Linked DNA regions of Anas platyrhynchos: region 1 is linked to region 2. Evidence: chromatin contacts called from public Hi-C data. All regions are on one chromosome and are shown on one strand. The core of a region is the stretch at or near the end of the contact, and the rest is flanking DNA. Distances in the headings are between cores, read along the strand shown.

Region 1 (6,224 bases), core at 836-3,335, 36 kb before region 2:
GCTGCCTTTTACTTCCCTATTTAAATCAAAAACCTCAGGATATGACATGGAAAACTCCTGCCCTATGCACAGAGTTAATGATGATCACCTATTCAGCTCAAGTCCTCTTAGAAAGAAATAATTCATCCTCAGGTTTTTCTCTGTTTGGATTCTGCAGGAGAAATTACTATGCAGTGACTCATCTGATGGATCATGAAGGCAGCAAAGGGGTCTAGGGGCTACAGATGAATCTTTTGCTGGCTATTCTGGTCAATATACAACTAATTGAAAAAGTAAGAGACATAGTCCATGGTTTAGAGAAGTTTCGTTTAAGAGAAAAAGAATCCTGAATTTCCTAAAGCATTTTGACTTAATTCAAAAGAATGTGCAACTGGTTAGGAAAGGGGATGGGTACTTACCCTTTGGTCTACAGGATATTTCTTGGGTTTGTTCAAGTTGATTGATTTTCTAAATCATTTTGAAAAGTCTGTATAACTTTTTGCTTCAATTACTGAGGTAAATATTAAGGAAAAAGTGACTACAATATTAGAAAGAATCTGCAGAGGTAGTGAAAGCCAAAATCAACTGAATTAAAAGATGTCAGTGATGTGAAAATGTAAAATTGCCTGTCTTGGGTCGTGTGCTGCTTGTGAGGATAAATCTGAAACATTCTTACTCGTAATAGTCACCACGATTATTTTTTGTTACCTTTTATATCAAATATGATGGATTCATTGTGTGCATACACTGGATTGCCCTGAATTTTTGAGGGGTCCCAAAAATAAGGTTGTCATATTCTTTAGATGTCTGTCAGTTCAATTATTTTTATTGATGCTATCAATTGCTGTTCTTGAATGACTTCCCATAGTGCTTTCTAATAATAAGTATTTTTCACTGTGAATTTTACCTGCAACCATAGAACACACACAGAACGAGTTACCAGCTTAGATTTTCTTTCTACATTGTTTATATGAGTTTGCTTACGCTGACCTTCCTTTGGAAAGAATATCTTTCCAAAATAATTTACATTTAAGCTAAACCGAAACAAAGGCGCCTGACAAAAATATGGCCTGTCAAAATCCAGCTTGAACTTCGACTTGTTGTTCAGATCTGCTTCCTTCCCTCCCCACACCCAGTAGTATTTGCTTTCTCTAATTCAAATATTTTCAATTCCACTTAATGTTCCCTTTCTCAACAGCTCACTTCCTCATTAATGCATAGAAAAATGTATGGTTTCAAATGTTTGCTCCATGGTCATCCGTAAAATTCACATAAGCAACAGCAGAGCTAAATGACAATCTTCAAGGCTTGGTTCTCTGAGACTTGGGCCATGTGGAATTAATTTTCCAAATTTTCACCAGTTTTTCTTTGTTAAATTGGTGAGGTTCAAACCATCTTCTTGTTACTACATTCCCTGCAAGTTTCTCTGCTCTCCAGTCGTATTTTGTTTACACCATTTATAATTAGCCTGTTACTAACCGTAACACCCATCTCCAAGCATTCACTTTAGTTATTTTTGGATCATAAAAACAGACTGATTGAAAATGAGACATAATAAATCATAATAGTATAGAAAGTTTAGAAAGATGAGTATGTCGACCACTCCTTCTCGTTGTGAGGACGGTGTCTCCTGCAGCGCCCCTGGACATGAAGCCAACACGGTACTGAAATAGGATTTGAACTACACCGCATCTATATTCAGACCTTCAGCTGTAGCATGGGAACATTCAGTTCATTTGCTTTAAGCCAAATTTCTGTTCTTCAAGTCCAGGGACTGCCACAGCATTGATTTGATCCTTGCTATATTTTAGTGCAACCCACAAGGGTTATTTTAATTGTGGTATCCATATGTAATTCGTAAGGACTGCTTTAGTGCTCTCCTCTCTGCTGTTCCCTTTCTTCCTTCCTTCCCTTCACCCAGCCTTGTGCCATCACCCAGCACATGACTTGCAAGCCTTTTGCACAGGTTTCTTATCAAACACAGGCTGCGAGACATCTGTCCTGTAGAGGACAGCTGTCCAGTAGGGGACATCCAGACGAGGCCTCCGGCAATCCTCCGCAGAAAACCTACTTCTTTCGAGGAACACTAGATGGCACACAACAACCACTGTATTATTTCTTTTTTGGTTCAGAAATTAAAAATCCTTTTTAAAGCATCAGCCTGGAACGTAACTAAGGGACCGAGTGCAAAACACGAGTCTCAGCACACTATAAAACCCACTGGGCCTTCCCAATAAAACCTCACCCCTCTTTCTCCATCAGAACTATTATTTTTCTACTTATAACTCTGCATAATTTGGCAGCTTCAGAAAGTAAACAGATTTTATTTAGTGGCTTGTTGAGAGGGAAGGGAATACTGTTGTTTCAGTGCAATATAAAATAATAGCGTGGCAAGCAAAGAAAAGCCCACTTGGTTCAGCAGCAGCTATAATTAATTCAAAAGACAACTGCTGGGACAAGATTCAAGTGATATAATAATCACTCACATGGTTTCCATTAAAGGATCTGTGTTTCAGTTTGTAAGAAAAATCCAGTACTCACTTCTACTCTTTATACACTGATAAGATTTTTTCCTCATCCTAAGAGATCCAAAAGCCCAGGGAAACAGATGCATTTTACTATTCCAAATTCATGTGCTGTTTTGTACCAGTGCTTAGCATGGGTCTGTTTTAATTCTGGGAAAAATATATATATATTGTCAAAAACTCCCTTGTGGGGAAAAAAATAAAAATAAAAATAAAAAAAAAAATAAAAAAGCACGTAACAAGGAAAAGCATTTATAGGACTCTTTATAGCTCATTTCCAAAAGACTAAGCCTATCAATTCCTGGTGCCACTTTACACAGTCATCACATTAGTATAAGGTGGTGCAACTTCTCTGTGTGAGTGAGGTTATAATTTAACTGAAAAGATGCGAACTTTCAACTTCCTGAGCTGTTAGTAATTGCCATAGCTTATTTGAAACCATGTCATGATTACTTGAGAAAGATCCAATTCTAAACTCACCTAAGCAGGAAGCCGTAAATGCAGTTTGCTGGAAGGAAGGGCAAAAAGCCTTCCTTGCTTGGATTAACACATACTATATGATGTAAGAGTGGGTAAGGGAGCCTTGACTCTGAGTGATTTCTTACTCCTCTTCTTCAGAAGCAGGACCCTCTTCTGTGAAAGCATCCCCAGGATGTAGAGCCAAGACCAGTATAAGGCACCCACGTGGTTGAGAGGTGACTCAGAACGGGAGAAATCAGCCTTTACTGCTAACCAAAGTCTCCAGCAGAGATGAGTGTTGTGTTTTGTTTTGTTTTTTTTTTTACTTTCATTTCCATTCATGTATTTTCACATTTTGCATTTCTTGTTACCTATTTTCAACTGTGTAAATAAGTAGTTTTATTTGTGTTTAACTTGCTCTGGTATCTCAGCTCAGAGTAACTGGCTGAACCCTACAGTACTGCATTCCTTCAGGAATGGTCCTGGGCATCTCTTCTCTGCGCCTCATACAACAAGGCATGTTTCCACATAGTTGCGTGACTGGTCTGAGATGGAAAAGTAGAGGCCTTGGGGGAAGAATGTATGCCTGCAAGTGTCATTAACCTAGAAAGTTATCCGGCAGTAAGCAGTCCAGTCTATTTGAGTTAAATAATATCTGTTTCAAGGATGCCATGGTTAAAAAAATGATGAAAAATTTGCAGTACTATGCAAGTCCTTACTCCAGCTTACAGGAAGTACACTTCAAAAAAATATTATTGCAAGCTTGTGTGTGGTGACAACTTGCTTGTAACAGCTGTATATAATTAAGGGATAGAAAGTAGCCAAGTATATGTAAACAGTTCTCCCATTTTTTGTAAAGAGCCATATATTTTTCATGTTACTTGGAACTATGGTTGCTAATTCTATATGTTTGTTGCTTGAAATTAATGGGATTATTTTTTTTTTTAATTTGGTAATTATCCAACAATTTTCATGCAAGATATTTGCTAGAGTTAAGCCATCTACATATCTACTTGTTCTGTATTTCTTTCACCTCCACACCATGACACAAATACATCTCAGAAAATTCTCAGGTTTTCACAAACAGATTTCTACGGATGTCTCACAGGAACTTAATAGCAGCAAATTAATGAAGATTGATTGGAGGTTTCCTAACAGTATGGGAACAGCTTAACATACCACCCCCCCCACCCCCCCACCCCCCTGGAATGAGGACGGAGTAAGAAGCGACCTTAAGAGGCAGAGGTCCTGCACCTGGGACCAGTTGTGCACTGATACAGCTCTACCACTTTCAGAACTACGCTTTGTGCCTCCACATGATGACTCGTTGTATGCAGTTTTACCAAACTGACAGGAAATGAGTGAAATAAGAAAGAGACATTTCTTCATGAGGGCATTCAGCACTGCAGAGTCAGATGCCTACTAGCTTGTCTGAAAGTGCCCTTGGGCCTTCTTCTGCATCTTTAACATACAGACACCTAAATACTTTTTGCTAACACTCTAGAGCAACTGTTGAAATTTGGTTGTAGGATCTTAGCAACATTTACTTTAATAAAACAACACAGGAATTAAATGTTAATATTTTCATTAATATTTTATCTAGACATATCCTATTATTCTGCTCTATATTATCTGCTATCCAGTAGACAACAAGAAGCCAAAGAGGTCACTTTATAACAGTCCACAGGAAACAAGAGCAGACTGGGAACAGGAGCAGTGTGATCTAGGCTCCAAATCGGCAGCAGGCTTCAGGCAGTAAACTGCTAATCCTGACGAAACATGCAAGGTTGTGGTGGCTTCCCCATCAGCTGTGTCTTTCAAGTGATCAGTGAAACACTCTCTGAAAGATAGACTTTATTCAAACAGGAATTTATGCAGGGCTTGTGTTATGCAGACGATAAACTAGATGATCTCAAGGATCCCTTATGGCTTTATAATTGATGAATAAAGAGCCTCTTTCACTGTTACAGACCCAGTATTTCAGCTCCTTCGGATCCAATGTGGTGTTAGCAGAACTGCTACAATGCATGAATTGTGTAAGATGCTTCTAACGCTGTGAAGGCCCCTTCAGAACACAATGGATAACAAGTGTGTGAAAGAATTGCTTTCAGTGTCCCATCAGGTCAGTTGCTTGAACACAAAGCACTGTTCAGCAAAGAATTACAGCATCTTTGTTCTATTCTCACGTTATGAATCCCTTTCACTGACATACATGGACCCATTAAATGTGATATGGCTGCAATATGGCTGCAGAAATATGAAGTCTTCCAAGATTAGCAGGAGGTATATAGGTGATTTATTTTGTCATTTCATGTAATCATTACTGTTTACAGAGGGGGTCTGAAATTCAGAACACAGTTAAACTTGGTTTATGAGAATCTTCCAGACTTATAAGTTGAGCAGAAAAGTGATTTGTTTTGAAAGGGGTAAAAGAAATATTGACAGGCTGTCTGAATTCAAAATTAGCCAGAAATTGCTCTATTAATACAAGCAGACAGATATTAGTGTCTAGACAACAGAAGAGCTGAGTTATAAAAAGTCATATATAAATCACATCTGACAAACCAAGACACCTTGTTTCTTATTATAAAAATTAGAACCATTTCATACATGTAGTCTGCAACAATTTCATGTCAGGAAGCGCTTGTGACATTAACTGTAGTATCTTAAACAGTGAAGGCAAGTTGGCTTGAAGAACCACTTCATAAAAGTCATGTCATGACTGTAGTTTCAGCAGTATTCTTGGCCAATATGCAGATATGCACAAACTAGCTCTTCCCCATCTACTTCAGATATGACAAGGAGGATAACCATGACACCACAGAGCTCGACTCTAACCACAGAGCCTTCCTAAGTAGATGCTGCAAACCATTCTAAGTTTCGTTTGGCCATTTCTATGGAGCTATGAGTAACCATGCTAATTTCAGTTTGAAACTAGCTCAGATAGTTTTCCTCTTACACTAACTACAGCAGTAACTGAAACACAGGCATACTTTGAGAGGCTCTTGATCAAATACTAGTGAACAAAATCATTCTAACTTGGAGTAGAGAAGAGGACATACCCAATAGGACAAACTGTTTCAAGTTTTACTTAAAATATTTATTAAAGATTTAGAAAAAAAGTATAAACAGTACATTTTGAAATGAAAATTATACTAATTTAGAATGGATTGCATATCTACAGAACACATAAATCACCAGTTATTTCTGGAATGCAAAAAAAAAACACATCTCATGCAGAAATATTTGCTCTCACAATCC
Region 2 (6,606 bases), core at 1,098-3,597:
GTGATTCAAATCAAGACCAAAATGTAATCTTCAGAAAAGATACTTAATTGCTTCCTTCCACTATTTAAAGCTATCACTAGGTTGAGGGCTTCCTTGAAATCCGGGAACAAATAACAATAAATACCATATATAAAAGGAATAATATGATCAAACTCTGTGAGTGCTTATTAAATTAGCTATTCTGTTTTAAAACAGCTGTGTTTTCTATAAACTAACAAAGAGAAATCCCTTCCTCTAGGGACACAAGCAGACATGAGAACACATTTGGACCTCTGTTCATAAGCTGTGGTCGCAGCCTGCTGGTACATGCATGTGAACAGTTGCATGAATTGAGCTGAACAGCAGCATGGCACAAGTGCACATGCTGGGTTTTCAGTTGTGATTTCAGAGCCACAAATATATTTTAGAACCTAACACCTGTGGATTTCCTGTTGACTCCCATGCTTTTTAGTAAATCTTAAGCCACTTTTCTGCTTAAACTAACTAACTGGGTAGTTACGTGATACAAGACATTACTGAGCCTCTCAGCAAACCAGTTGTGTTATATATTTGTCCTCCTTCCTAAACACAGGAGGTGGACACAGATTCCCTTGCAGAGGCTGCAGAATTACGGTTCGTTTCCCGGTGATTCTCAATTCAGAAATGTGCATTTTTGCCTTTTTCTGGACTCCCAGCTCTGCAGAGAAATTTTCTGAACCAAACCATGACATACACTAGTTGTGTCAGATAACTTCAGATAACCGTACTAGAGGATTTGGGCTCCCTAACCTGAGCAGGAAACTAGTTTCCTATAGATTCCCTTTGTAATTGAAATATAAGTCCTATCTTGTGCATCGTATATTACTTTAACATATGATGCCCCAGTAGAGCAGAGTGGTTGTGGAAATGCTTGTCACAAGTATTTGTTGAACATGCTTGTTTTATTCCATCAACTTAGAGATAATAACAAAGAGAAATGAAGGCCAGTGTGAAATGCTGCCGGTTGGTTTATCCTGTGGCTTCACAGTAGCTGAAGACGTTATGTCTTAACTTAAAGCTTTTTCAGGACACAGTTTGAGTAAGCAGTCTTGATGTGATGAATTTTTGTGCAAAAGCTGTTTCAGTACTAAAGAATTTCTTATTTTGCACATTAATCTGGGTTAATGTCCCATTCTTTCCATATTACTGCGGTGATCTGTTAAGGTCTGTTAAGCTCTCCGGGAGGGAAGGAACATCTTGCTCTTGCTGAACCATGCACTAAGCTGGTGCAAACAGGCTTAGGTCTGTGTGAATTGTAATACTGCAAAGTCCCACTCTTGAGCCTGCATTTCCAGTGTCATTCTCAACCATTTCCACTATGTTCCCAACCCACGAACCCCCAGCTCGCTGATCTCTGTCGCTTCAGGGTCAGCAGCTGGGCCTGCCTGTGAAAGCGTGTCCTCAGGGCACTGAGCAAAAAGCCAGGTCTGCAGCTGGGAAGCAAGCAGTTTTGCAGGGTGAGTGAAGGTTTGGGTTCTTTAACATGTCTTGCTTATTTTTTCAGCTCTCAGTGCATACCCCAAATCTCCACTGCCATGTGGAATGATGCTCCAGGTATATTTTTGATGTGGTGGTCCCAGGTTTTGCAGTGCAAGCAGTGTATTCCAGCTAGAATTCAGTGTCACAGCAACATTCTTGTTGATTAAATAAGATAGCTGCTAAGGTATCAAGTAAGGAATTACCTATTTTAGTTTTGTTGGAAAATCTACCCCACACCTTTGATTCAAAATACCAAGATTAACTCTATGGCGTGAAACATTTTCATTTTTGCACCTGTGCTTTTTTAACCAATAAACTAAAGAGAGAGAGCAGGAAGACACTGGTTTAACACCATCTTTTTACAGTGATTTGCTGAATAGCAGTGAACTGTTGTACAAGCAGAAGGGATAGTGCGTACAGTTGTTGCATATCTGGGCAAGTTCGGCTTTGCAGTGAACATCAGTTGCAGTTGTGGCCATCAGGAGTGCTGACAGTAGTGTGGGTTGCTGTTGTTAGTATCTGTCCCATGTCACCAGGTTTGTTTTTTTTTCCAGTTAAGGAAAATTGCCATGTCCTTTTTATCTTCCATCTTTTACAGAAGTGTGAATGGGATACATCTTGCCAGTCTCTAAAATTCACACTGAAAAGTCAGGCCTTTAGGTAAAGCCGGTAAACTTTCTGGAGTGAATGAAGAAAACTTTTTTAGCACGGTATCCATCGAGTACTGAATCAGACGTCTCCAGAGAGTATTTAATTCTGCTTATTTTAGAAACATGTCTCTTCCTGCTCCTTTTATAAACAGAGCCTTGGCGACTGGGGGTCGGGGCTGACCGTGTGACTACTCCAGCCCAGCATACAGCCACAGGCTGTGCGGGGCAGATGCATCCTTTGTTCTTCTCCCAATTCTCTTTTCCTCCATCCCCATCTGGTTTTTCTCACCACCTCTGCCATACCAGGATGAGCGTTTTTGTACCCAGTGGCTGAAAACAGGTACTTTCTTTGCTGGCTTAGTGCAACCGCCAGATCATTTCACTGCTCTAGCTCTTGGTGGTGGTTTTATTAATGGTGACAGGTCAGAAAGGAAAGTAGTAAGAATTACCAACAAGGAGGAGTAGGATGGAACAGCTCTCTTTAGTAACTTTCCATTCTAGGTCAAAGTGGCTGTTGTAAACATCATCTCAGTTTTAGAAGGGATTAACTCCGTACAGCATTTCTCAATCAAGCTTTAAACCCGTGAAAACACGGCTGATTTATAGAGGTGTCAGTCTGCAGGAAGCACAAATGCTAGTCCAAAAGTGTGAGCTGCTTATTCATTTCTAGTTTTATAAGCTTAGTTAGAGTGGTCTGTGGGGATGTGGGTAAGCAGGCTCTGTGGTTATTGCCTCAAAAAGGTGGCTTCTGCACAACAACTCAATTCTTGCTGGGTGTCTGACCTGTGCATACTTCCCCTTCGTTCTGAAGCATGGATATGCATTTGCGTATAAAGTTTTGCAGCAAGGCCCAACTCAATACACCATGCAGGCAGATGCCTCGTACTTTTTTTGATCCTTTGCTTGGCATTGGCCACATGGATGCTGGAGCCCAGGGTGAGGTGAGGAGCTGCTTGATGGACTGGGACAATGCTGCAGTGGTTGAGCATCTTAACCACTGACACTTAATTTCAAAGGAATTAATGCTTCCACAATGTTTATCTTTTTTTTTCTTGATCCCATTTGCCCAGTTGATTTTCTACACAGATGCTATTGCTGTTCTAATTTAAAGAAAAAAACCTGCAAAAGGCTTTAGTAATATGGAGGAGTAAATTTTATTTCTAAATACATGGTGATGAGCAGAATACAAAGGTGTTGATACTTGATTTGCAAATTTAAAATTAGTCTCATTGCAGAGAAGTAATCCTTTACTTCTGTTGTCACTTGATGAGTCTCTTATTTCAAATTAGAAGCTTCAGAGACGTACATAAAAGCTGGGTTGTTTTTTTCGTACTGAAAAAAGTCTATTCAAACATTACTGTTTGATGAGGCACTTAGTGAAAAATCTTGGAAAGCAACTAGTTCAAGCACTCAAGGTTATGCCTGTGTTTGTCTTCCTAAAATATTTAACAAAAATAGATTAGGGTTAGCAAACATACAGAAATAATTTTAAAATGAGCTTTACAACAGCACACCATTTGCAGCCTTTTTAAAAGGATCCAGGTTGTGATTTAGTTGTTAATTATAGAGAGGTTTCAGTTCTTGGCAAGCTTACCTTTTGAATGCTTTGAGCTGCTTTTTCAGGGGAAAAATCACTTTTTCAAGGATTCTGGGATATTTTTCAATGATTTAATTAAAAGGGGAACAACAAGTGTAATAGGAAAATGTGTAAAAGTTGTGCAAAAAGCTTCATTTTTTTTTCCTTGTAACAATGGGTTATTTTCTGTTCCCATATTCTGTGGTTGAATACCAACACAGGATTTAGTTCCTGTTCCGCCAGAGGTTTCCAAGGGCTTCTTTTGACGGTCTGGTGTAGCTGGGCGTTACTGGTTTTGGGTTTTGCTTATTCCCTTCACTTACAAGTTGGCAGCACGGCAATCCGGAGTGCTGAGCGGTGACCCACAGGGCAAGCGGGTCTGACACTGCCATGAACAGGTTGCAGCAGGGGCTAGGAGGAGGTTTGCAGTCCAAGCAGCGTCCACACCAGCAAATCTTTCCTGAAGTTGTTCCAGCCCTCACAGATGGAAAAGCCATTCAGCGGTGGAGGTGAAGGAAGTGAGCGGAGCACGTGGGAGGGCAGGCGAGCAGCTGAGGAGAGGCACCGTGGCGGCCTTATATGGGAAAGGGAAAGGACATTTTCCTCGTTAACTTCACGGGGAATCGGTGCCCAGAGCTGCATTCATCATGTGGATGCATTTCCACAGGAACGTTTCTTTTCCAAATCGTCTTAGTCATAGTTTTAGCACTGTGTCACATCTCTGCTGGCTTATTTATATAGTCTACATGGGCTCGCTGTGCATCCACTGCTAGTCTGCCCTAAAAAGGTGAACTGTTTATAATCTTGGCCAACAGAAAAGACAGTACTAAACCGATGCCAGCAGCTTGTTTTTTTTTTTCGTACTGAAAAGACCACCCCGTTTCTGGGCTGTACTTAAAGCAAAACTTAAGGCATGGCAGCAGTATATCCCTTCATCTGGGGGGGGCAAGGTTGCCTAAACACAACATGGCTTCCGCGAAGCCAGGCCAGAAGGAAGCTCAGCGGCCCCGTGAGGCCTTCCCCTCCAGGCTGCTCGTGGCCCTCTGACTGGTGTTCCTCACCAACCTCACACCCTTTCTCTCACCTCGGCTCTTTTTTGGATCACACTTACCCTCTCAGCAAGGCTTGCGGTCACACGCATTTGATTTAGAAGGGGCTTGCTTAGACAGCCAGCCCATTTAATGCTGGGTGTTCATGAAGGAGCAACACCTCTGAAGGGATGGCCAGAGGGAGAAATCCGAGTTAGCTGTGCAAAGAGTAATGCCCAAAAGTTGGGTTGGGTGTAGTTCACAGTTCAGTTTTTCTGTTTGTTTTGTTTCCTTTTTTTTTTTTTTTTTTTTTTTTACCAGAAGTTTCTTTTGTGCCTGTGCCCACCATCTAGCAGTTATCCCACACCAAATTCTCTCAATTCTCCTACGTCTAAACTTCCCCCGCCCTCTGGCTGCAGGATCCGCTGAAGGCAAAAGTGGGCCAAAATGATTTGTCAGAAAAATATGAGACATCTAACATTATTGTTGGATAAAATCTATTAACAAAGGGTTGGCTCCTGTTTGAAACCTCCACTAGATTTTAGAGCAGCTGTCCCATCTAAGTTAGGCCTGGATATGCAAAGTTACAATTATGAATGGCCCTAAATCAGTGTGGGAAAACCAAAACTCAACTGCTGTGCTAATTTAAGCACTGCACTCTTTGCTGCTAATTTATATGAATAATGGTACCTCTTCCAGAAAATGGCAGGTTCATTTTAAGAGATTCTCTTGGCTAAATTGCAAGATAGCTTTTAGAACAAAAACTTGTTATGAATTCAGGTATTTTTAGGATGCCTGGAAAGGCTGCAGTTAGCAGTAACATTTTAGGGCTACAAAGGAAATTGGTGGCCAGGCTCCAAGTTCTTGGTCTTATAATGAATAATAGAGAAATGGAATTTAAAATAACACCAAAATTTCAAAGTTGTATAAAATTTGTGAAAACTGATTTCGGGTGGCTATCTACTATTGGAGGAGAATAAAATTTGGCCAAAAAAAATGGTCTGTTTGAAACCTGTTTTTAGTCAGTAGTCCTAACTCTGGAGTAATAAGTGAAGTCTCTAATAATTATGGAAAATTACAGTTCAGTGACCTTAAGTTGTGGTTTATAGGCATTCAAATCTCATCTTATAAAACTTACATATTATAAAGGTTGCATGTATTTATTTTTTTGGAGCAGGTTTTCATTAAGGTTTGTAGCTTTGGAAAAAGGGTAAAGAGTTTTTTCATTAATAAGAACGGTACCCCTTAATTATCCTTATCCCTAAAGAAGAAGAAAAAAAAGCTGAATTTATATCAAGGATGCTTTAGGTTACGTATTTTGAGAGGAAATTTCTAGTTTGGAGTATAAGGTGCCAAGTTAGGCTGTAAAATACCCTTTGAAGATTCCTAGGAAAAGATTCTGGAAAGGGCCTTGAAGTTTTTCTTACCTTAAAGCAGAGGCTTGAATAGAGAACCTGTATTTCTCTCATACTTCTCGGGTATCTTTATTTTGAAGTCTTTCCCTGGTAACATTCAGAGCATAGATATTTTTGGATGGGATGTTAATAGGCTGGGGTTTTTTGGTTTTGTTTTTTGCCCTGACTGAACAGAATTTCCAAATTTCGGTTATCTTAAGAGTCTATCTAACAAGAGTGTTTCAAAAGAATTTAAGTAGCAGCTGCCTTGTTTGATGTCTTATAAATGAGAGTTTGGTTTATAAATACAGTTGTATTAGATGAAAATTCATCTGTCTGTCCAGTTGGTGTGGATAGGAACATCTGGTTTGAGTCTACTCTGTTCCTATCCCCTCTGAAACAGTTGCATGTGTGTACTTCCATGCAACTTTATTTTTGTTTACTGGTCACAATAAATCATA

Evidence for each region. Hi-C and Micro-C count contacts between places; a contact is called where the count stands out from the background.
Region 1: a contact with region 2 is called in a Hi-C map of subcutaneous adipose tissue, with 2.0 times the contacts expected there. The contact joins two enhancer-like sites. A contact is called at or near these places in 3 of 8 Hi-C or Micro-C datasets (liver, skeletal muscle and subcutaneous adipose tissue).

Annotation. Positions count from the first base shown.
Region 1 is chr2:144,621,887-144,628,110 of IASCAAS_PekinDuck_T2T, reverse strand. No RefSeq gene overlaps it. Among named protein-coding and RNA genes, the nearest start is that of ITGB1, 20 kb to the right of the region's middle. Within about 2 kb of position 2,085, at least 1 of the 8 cell types and tissues checked has an H3K27ac peak or open chromatin away from gene starts, as enhancers often do. A contact at or near this core is called in subcutaneous adipose tissue, where this site is marked.
Region 2 is chr2:144,585,847-144,592,452 of IASCAAS_PekinDuck_T2T, reverse strand. All of the region lies in intron 1 of ITGB1 (integrin subunit beta 1), which reads left to right. Among named protein-coding and RNA genes, the nearest start is that of ITGB1, 16 kb to the left of the region's middle. Within about 2 kb of position 2,347, at least 2 of the 8 cell types and tissues checked have an H3K27ac peak or open chromatin away from gene starts, as enhancers often do. A contact at or near this core is called in subcutaneous adipose tissue, where this site is marked.